Regions from separate parts of the Mus musculus genome. Here region 1 is linked to region 2. Evidence: chromatin contacts called from public promoter capture Hi-C data. All regions are on one chromosome and are shown on one strand. The core of a region is the stretch at or near the end of the contact, and the rest is flanking DNA. Distances in the headings are between cores, read along the strand shown. Region 1 holds the start of Jhy (junctional cadherin complex regulator). Region 2 overlaps Clmp (CXADR-like membrane protein).

Region 1 (3,519 bases), core at 240-2,739, 230 kb before region 2:
CACCAACACATGGCCAACTTTTCGCCCTAAGATGACCGTGTGGTGAGTGTGCTCGCCTACGTGGCTTTAATTTCCCCTCTTCTGATTATTAACGAATTAAGTTCCTTTCCAATAAAGGGCAAATGCTTATTGGCCACTTGTTTTCTTCCCTCCGTCCTCTCCTTGTCTCTTTTTGCCTCCCTTCCATTCACTAACTGGCTCCTTTCTCCTACCCCAGCAGCATCACCGATGCTGGGCTCTCTCCCTGTTTTTCCTCCTCCGCAGAGTTGGGTTGGCTAGACCTGAGCATCCCGAGCCGAGCCGGGGTCTCCCGCGCCGCCGCTGAGCTGAGGAGCGCTGGGCCCGCGGCCCCGAGCGAGCGAGCGGTGTTGGCCACCGTCTCCAGGCAGCGGCGGGCGGGGCGGGAGCCGCCGGGGGAGCCGGGGCTGCGGAGGTTGCGGGGCCAGGGGCGCGGCTGCCCAGCGGTGCCGGCAGGTGACGGGCGGTTCCCGGCGGGTGGGAAGGGGCCGCGCGGGCGGGCTGTACGGAGAACTCAGGGGTGGGCGCGAGGGAGCCGGCACAGTCTGTGGTCTGGGAGGAAGGACCGCGCCCAGACAGGGCTGCGACCCCCCAGGCTGAGCAGCCCTGTCCCCAGCCCCTTGTCCCGGTCTCCAACCCACCACCTGTGGACCTTCAAACGCCCCCTGCAGCTTTCCTGACCCTTAGAAAGAGACAACGGGCGAAAACCCTGCGATCCCCATGGGGCAGCACCCCACCTGTTCCAAAAAGGGCAACTTTGGATCCACTGTTCATCCTAAATGGGCCTCCTTGTTCCCTGCCCTAGAGGATTTGACCCCAACCAGTGGCAGAGACAGAAGACCTTAGCAGGATCCAGAATTGGTGGTTTCTTAGTCCCTAGAGGACTTGCCCCATGCCTTCCTTGTTTACTAAGAAGTGGATTGGTCAGGAATCGCTAAGGCCCAACCGTTGCTTTCTTTCTTTCTTTTTTTTTTTTTTTTTTTTTTTTTTTCTTTTGGTACGGAGCATCACTAGCGAGTTAGTTACTCGTGAAATATAGCCCACTTAACTAAATTTATTCGAGTGATCAGCTCTTTTTCTATAACTCTCTTCCTCCCCCTAACCCCCTTAAGGTCAGGCCGCCACAGAAAACCCAATTTGGGGGAATATTTCGCTCTGTTCTTTCACATTCTTCACAAATTCTTCTACTCTCTCAACAACAACTACATTATTATCACTACTTTATTACTACGAAGAAATCCTGGGTTCTCATTTAAGAAAAGACAAAATGAATGATTTTAATTATTGATGAAAAACAGTTCTAAATGAACTGAGATTCCCTCCCCAACATCACCCCCTACCCCATCCCTACCTCCCCCACCCCCGCTTTGCTGGAGTTGTAGATTAAACCCCATTCATCATAAATGTGCTAGCAGTGAGCTACATCACATTCCCTGTTTTTTCAGGGTTTTTTTTTTTCAGCTTATTTTTCAAGACTCCAAGTACAGTGAGCTTTTAAATAACAAAGCTGGTGTTTATAGAGATTTAGATTTAAAATGTTTTCATGCTTGCTGCTCTCTAAAAATCATCCTGCAAAAGGAAATTGGTATTAAAATGTGGCAGAGCACAATGTGTATACTAAAGCAGAGACTGATTGCAGGCAAACTAACTGAAAATTAGGCAATGATATATTGGTCTACTAAGGGAGCTTGGAGTTCAGCAGAGACTGGCTCATGTTTGTTTAAGTATGAGCGCTACCTTTTGTCTGTCATGTTTGTAAAGGTGCTTTCATCCAAGGAGCAGACTGTGTCCTTGGAAACCCTAGCAACAAGGTCAATATAATAATAATTCAAGGAACAGGAATCAGGTCAAGGTATTTTTAATTAAAAACTGGATTTGTCAAAAGAACATGAGCCAGCCAGTCAAAACAAATTTGAGCGTAGCCTCCAGTGGTAAAGCTCTCTCTCTCACACACACACACATACACACACACACACACACACTACTGCATAAAGGCAGTGACACACACACACACACACACACACACACACACACACACACACACTACAGCATAAAGGCAGTGAGAGAGAAAATAAACCAAAAGAGAAACCCTGGGTAGCAGTGGAAGGCAATCACCTTCCAGTCCTGTGCTGATTCAGAGCACTTGTTCTGTAAACCATCTCATGGGTCACTAGAGGAGCCTTTGGCGACCCTGAGAGTTCCCTTGGAATCACACTCCTACATACTTAACAAGGGACACCTCGACTCCTAGCTGAAATGCAGACCAGCCTCCCCTACTCAAGAGTAGCACCTATTCCAGGTAGGTGACAGCCAGCCTCTGCTTTGAGTCGCTCTGAGACAGGATTCACAGACCTTTTGTTAAACAGTTTCAGTTGTTTGTTTGTTTGTTTGTTTGTTTGTTTGTTTGTTTTAGATAGGGTCTCATGCAGCCCAAACTGGCCTCCCTCCAATGCCTGGTCTTCCTCCTTCCCCCTCTGAAGTGCTTAGCTTACCAGCATTCACCAACCTTGTTTCCTGAACATTTTAAACCGTTATTGTCACATGGTTGTCGTTTAACCCTGAGCTGAGGTTGATCTCCATATAATGGCCACCTGGTTGTACACTCCTCTCTAGCAGCATCCTGGATAGCAAAAGCCTTTTCTAAATGCTGGAGCCTGCTTATATCCGTCTGGGAAAGAAACAGTCTGTATATTACAGTGACGGTGGGGAAGCCATGCTTTTCTCTCCTTTACTTTGTAAATGGTAAGCCATGAACCTGTCTGAGTGCATCTGTGGCTGCTGCTGAACAAGATGTGTACACACACACACACACACACACACACACACACACACACACACACACTTGCCCTGAGCATTTGAAATAAAGCCACCAAAAAGCACTGCTCACAATTAACTGTTTGGCTTTGTTCCGGCTTGTTTGTAAGAAGCCCTTAGAAGCTGGAAAGAGAATCGGCTTTCAAGCAGCCATTTGATTTCCTCAATAAAACCTCATTCGATTGCTCAGGCTGCTTATGAGCCCTAAATCAGATGTGTTTCTACAGAGAGAAAAACAATCATTTTTCCAATAGGCCTTCCTTGCTCATACACTCAAAAGGGTGCATTCAAAAGCCTGCAGATAATATAACAAGGTTCTCTTGCTCATTGACATTTTTGATAAACATCGCCATTATGATTTCAGTAGCAGCAGAGTAACATAAATTTTTTAAGCAATGCTTTGGAGAGCCACAATTATAAATATCAGCTAACTGCTTCTATTAACAAGAGTGTTCCTGTTCATGTTTCTATTTTTCAGGATGAATAAATATAAACCCGTTCCCAAGCTCTCTAGCCAGTCTCCCGTCCATCACACCAACTTGAGGATCCCGCCTTCGGGCAGACCCTTTAAGAAAGAAGACTTCTTAAACCTGATTTCAAAAGACTCCTTAGAATCGGATTCAGAAAGCCTCCCTCAAGAGGCTAAGTCCTGGTCTGATATTAAGGACCAAATCCAGGACAAAGATA
Region 2 (3,511 bases), core at 89-2,588:
AAACATCTTTGCGTTGTTTATATAGATATTCTAAAAAATAAGTTATGTCTAGGGAAGGGAAGAGTGAGTAAGATTCAAGGTTAGTTCCCAGCACCTACCTTGGGTAGCTCACAATCACTTGTAACTACATCTTCAGGGCCCCAATGGCCTCTCTTGGTCTTTGTGGGTGTCTGTACTCCTATGCGTATGTGCGCGCAAACACACACACACACACACACACACACACACACTCACACACACACACTCACACACACACACACACACACAATTAAAAAATAAAATGAACTTTAAAAAAAAATTAAGTTATGCCTGTAAAAACCGCCAACTCTGTTTTATAAAGCCTGTTTACTATAGATGTTGTGGTCAAGGCTAAAGACCTGCAATGAATGTCCCAGAGAGCTCAGAACCCTGGCTCCTCCTTTAAACATGGATTCCCCTTTCCTTAGCCCCTCCCTTCATAGCAGCCCAAATCCTGAACAGGCTTTCCCTGACACCCGGGCTTTCTTACTTTCTGACTTCCACTCCTAGTTTCCCCGCTATTCCCCTGTTCCCTTTCAGCTTACTTGCCATGTTGTTTTTCTGTCAAACTTTAATAATAAAATTGTTCTAGAGCTTCCTTCTGAGTCCGTTTTAAAATTCTTTTATTAATGAGACTAAGAACGCAAAGGGAGATCGCCGTTTCCCTGGCAACAGATATTTCAGGAATGCAGACCAGGTATGGGGTTGTGGAAGAAGTCTGCAGTAAATTTCTACCTCCAGTGTAACATTTCATGGCTGCAGCCCAGGATACCGCGTTCAAGAAATACCGAGTGCAACGTGAAACCCAAAGGGTTCTTTTAGTAACTTACAGTAAAAAGAACTGGGCTTACGGGCTGGAGAACGTCTTTTGGCTCCCAGCGTGACAGGCTGCTAAATTAGACTGTCAGGGTTTGTCCTCCTTCCAAACCAAGTAAGTCAACCGTCTGTGCCCACCTTCCTGAGTCCCATGTGCGTTTCTATTCAAATCCTTCTCTAGAAAATCAAATTAGAAAGCTCAATTTCTGTAGCTCACAAAATTGTGCCCCACACAGAAGAAGGAACCGGGAAAGATTCCGAGTAAGAGACAGGCTGGGGAGATGGCCATCTGCTAAGAACCAGCGGTCTCTCCAGGGTCCCGCTCCGGTCATCTGCTGGGTGTTTGATTTGGCAAGAATCTGCAGAGAGGGCGCGGGCCTTCCTATCCCTGGAGACTCAAATTGCAGCAGCCCGAATTCCCGTGCCTCCTGCAGCCTGCAGCCTCCCTCCCGGAGCTGCCCTGCCATGGCCGCAGTTTTATAGATCTGCAAGGCAAAGATCAGAGCCACTCCCGAGGGTGGCCACCCGGGCTGGGCTGGGCTCCTCCCTAAACAAAGAGTCGCAGAACTCTCGGAGCTGCAGGGCTTCTGCGCTGGCGGAAGGCGCCAGGCTGGGTGATTGAAACCACATGTGCGGGAGGTCTGCGACAGCTGGGGGCAGACACCAGGGACCGGCGGCGGCCGCTGCTGCTGTAGCCTCTAGCGTTTCTTTAGTCCCTTGGGTTTCCAGCTAGAGCGACTGAGAGCACTAGACCACAAGCATCCTGGGAGGAGCACTTCCCCCAATAACAAAATAATTAGAAACCCCGAGGCCTGGGGTCTCTGCTTCCAAATGTACTGGACAGCATCAGACAACTTCTTGGTTTCTCAGTTGTGAAAAAGGCCCTAATTACCCTCCCAGGACACAGCAAAAGGGATGAGTCGTATTTGTGGGTGTGACGTCAATTTAACAAGGATAGCCACTACGCACGTGCACACGCACACGCGCGCGCACACAGGCACCCCAAAGTACTATTGACACTTATAAGCCTTTTTGAAGGTTTCACATACTCTATTGTTGTTGGGGTTTTTTGTTTTTGTTTTTGTTTTCGAGACAGGGTTTCTCTGTGTAGCCCTGGCTGTCCTGGAACTCACTTTGTAGACCAGGCTGGCCTCGAACTCAGAAATCCGCCTGCCTCTGCCTCCCGTGCGCCACCACGCCTGGCTCTCTATTGTTGTTGTTATTGCTATTATTATTATTTAGATTTATTTATTTATTTACTATATGTAAGTACACTGTAGCTGTCTTCAGACACACCAGAAGAGGACATCAGATCTCATTAAAGATGGTTGTGACCCACCATGTGGTTGCTAGGATGTGAACTCAGGACCTTCGGAAGAGCAGTCAGTGCTCTCAACCGCTGAGCCATCTCTCCAGCCTTATTATTATTATTATTATTATTATTATTATTATTATTACTACTACTAAACACTAATGTCTTCCTTGACCCAGGCCCTTCAACCCTCTCAAATAATTATTATTTTTGTTCTTGTTGTTTTTGTTCTTTGAGACATGGTTTCTCTGTATAGCCCTGGTTGTCCCAGAACTCATTTTGTAGAACAGACTGGACTTGAACTCAGAGAGCAGCCTGTCTATGTCTCCTGAGTGCTGGGGTTAAAGGCATGTACCACCACCAGCAACAAAATATTTTTTAGATTTACTTTTAGTATTTTATGTGTACAAGTGCTCAACATATTTGTACTTGGTACCCGAGGAGGTGGTCCTATGTGACAAGTAGGGCTCTTAACCACTGAGCCAACTTTCCAGCTCATAACTGTTATTAATTTTATAAATAGTTTCCCCTGTGTGGTCACAAGTACCAGCGTATGCACACAGGGGAAGATGAGCCTATACATTTAACTAAATGGGTATTCGTATGTGCGTGTTTGTAAGTCATTACAATCAGTAGTAAATTTTAAAAGATGTATTAACTTTTCTTTTGCCCAAGTGCCCGAGTGCATGCACACAGTCGATTGCGTAGTGCTCTTGGAAGTCAGAAGAGGGCTCAGATGCCCTGCATCTGCAGTTACAGATGCTCATGGGCCACCGTGTGGGTGCTGGGAACTGAACCTGGGTCCACGGCAGGAGCAGCGAATGCTTCTAACCACAGAGCCCTTTCTCTAGCTCCAGTTCTTGATAGATTTAAATACTTTTCCTAGACTATAACAAAGACTTACTTTTTACTCTGTGATTGAGTTTCTCATGTATCATGAGAAGGAGGGGCAGGTATGATAGAGGGATGAGCTAGGGAGCCCTACTGGGCCAAAACAGCAACAGCTCTTTCCACCAGCCCTCCGCACACTTTGTATGACCTGGTGCTGAGAATGCTCTCTCTCTCTCTCTCTCTCTCTCTCTCTCTCTCTCTCTCTCTCTCTCACACACACACACACACACACACACACACACACACACACACACACACACACACACAGTGCTGGGCTCAGCCTAAGTCCTTGCACACTCTAAGCAAATGTGCTCAGCCCTTTGCATTTGGGAGACTGAGGATCAAAGTGTTTCCTGGCGCATGAAAATGGCGTGAGATCCACTCATATTTCTCTACACAGGTCTATATTATGTAAAAATATCAAGATACATAACATCCCCGGGTCCAGAAATCCTCCCTATGCTTGGTTTTAGT

The links. Promoter capture Hi-C pulls out the DNA fragments that hold promoters and counts their contacts.
Region 1: a promoter capture Hi-C map of trophoblast stem cells shows a contact between it and region 2, with 2.5 times the contacts expected there. The contact joins the promoter of Jhy here to the enhancer-like site in region 2. A contact is called at or near these places in 2 of 39 promoter capture datasets (the C10 cell line and trophoblast stem cells).

What each region holds. Positions count from the first base shown.
Region 1 is chr9:40,961,004-40,964,522 of GRCm38.p6, reverse strand. Jhy (junctional cadherin complex regulator) reads left to right here and starts at 1,489. Exons shown (of 9, transcript NM_001357360.1): 1 at 1,489-2,317; 2 at 3,311-3,519. The coding sequence starts at 3,312.
Region 2 is chr9:40,728,783-40,732,293 of GRCm38.p6, reverse strand. The region is part of intron 1 of Clmp (CXADR-like membrane protein); the gene reads right to left. Among named protein-coding and RNA genes, the nearest start is that of Clmp, 45 kb to the right of the region's middle. RefSeq lists an enhancer at 1-2,517. Within about 2 kb of position 1,338, at least 194 of the 459 cell types and tissues checked have an H3K27ac peak or open chromatin away from gene starts, as enhancers often do. A contact at or near this core is called in trophoblast stem cells, where this site is marked.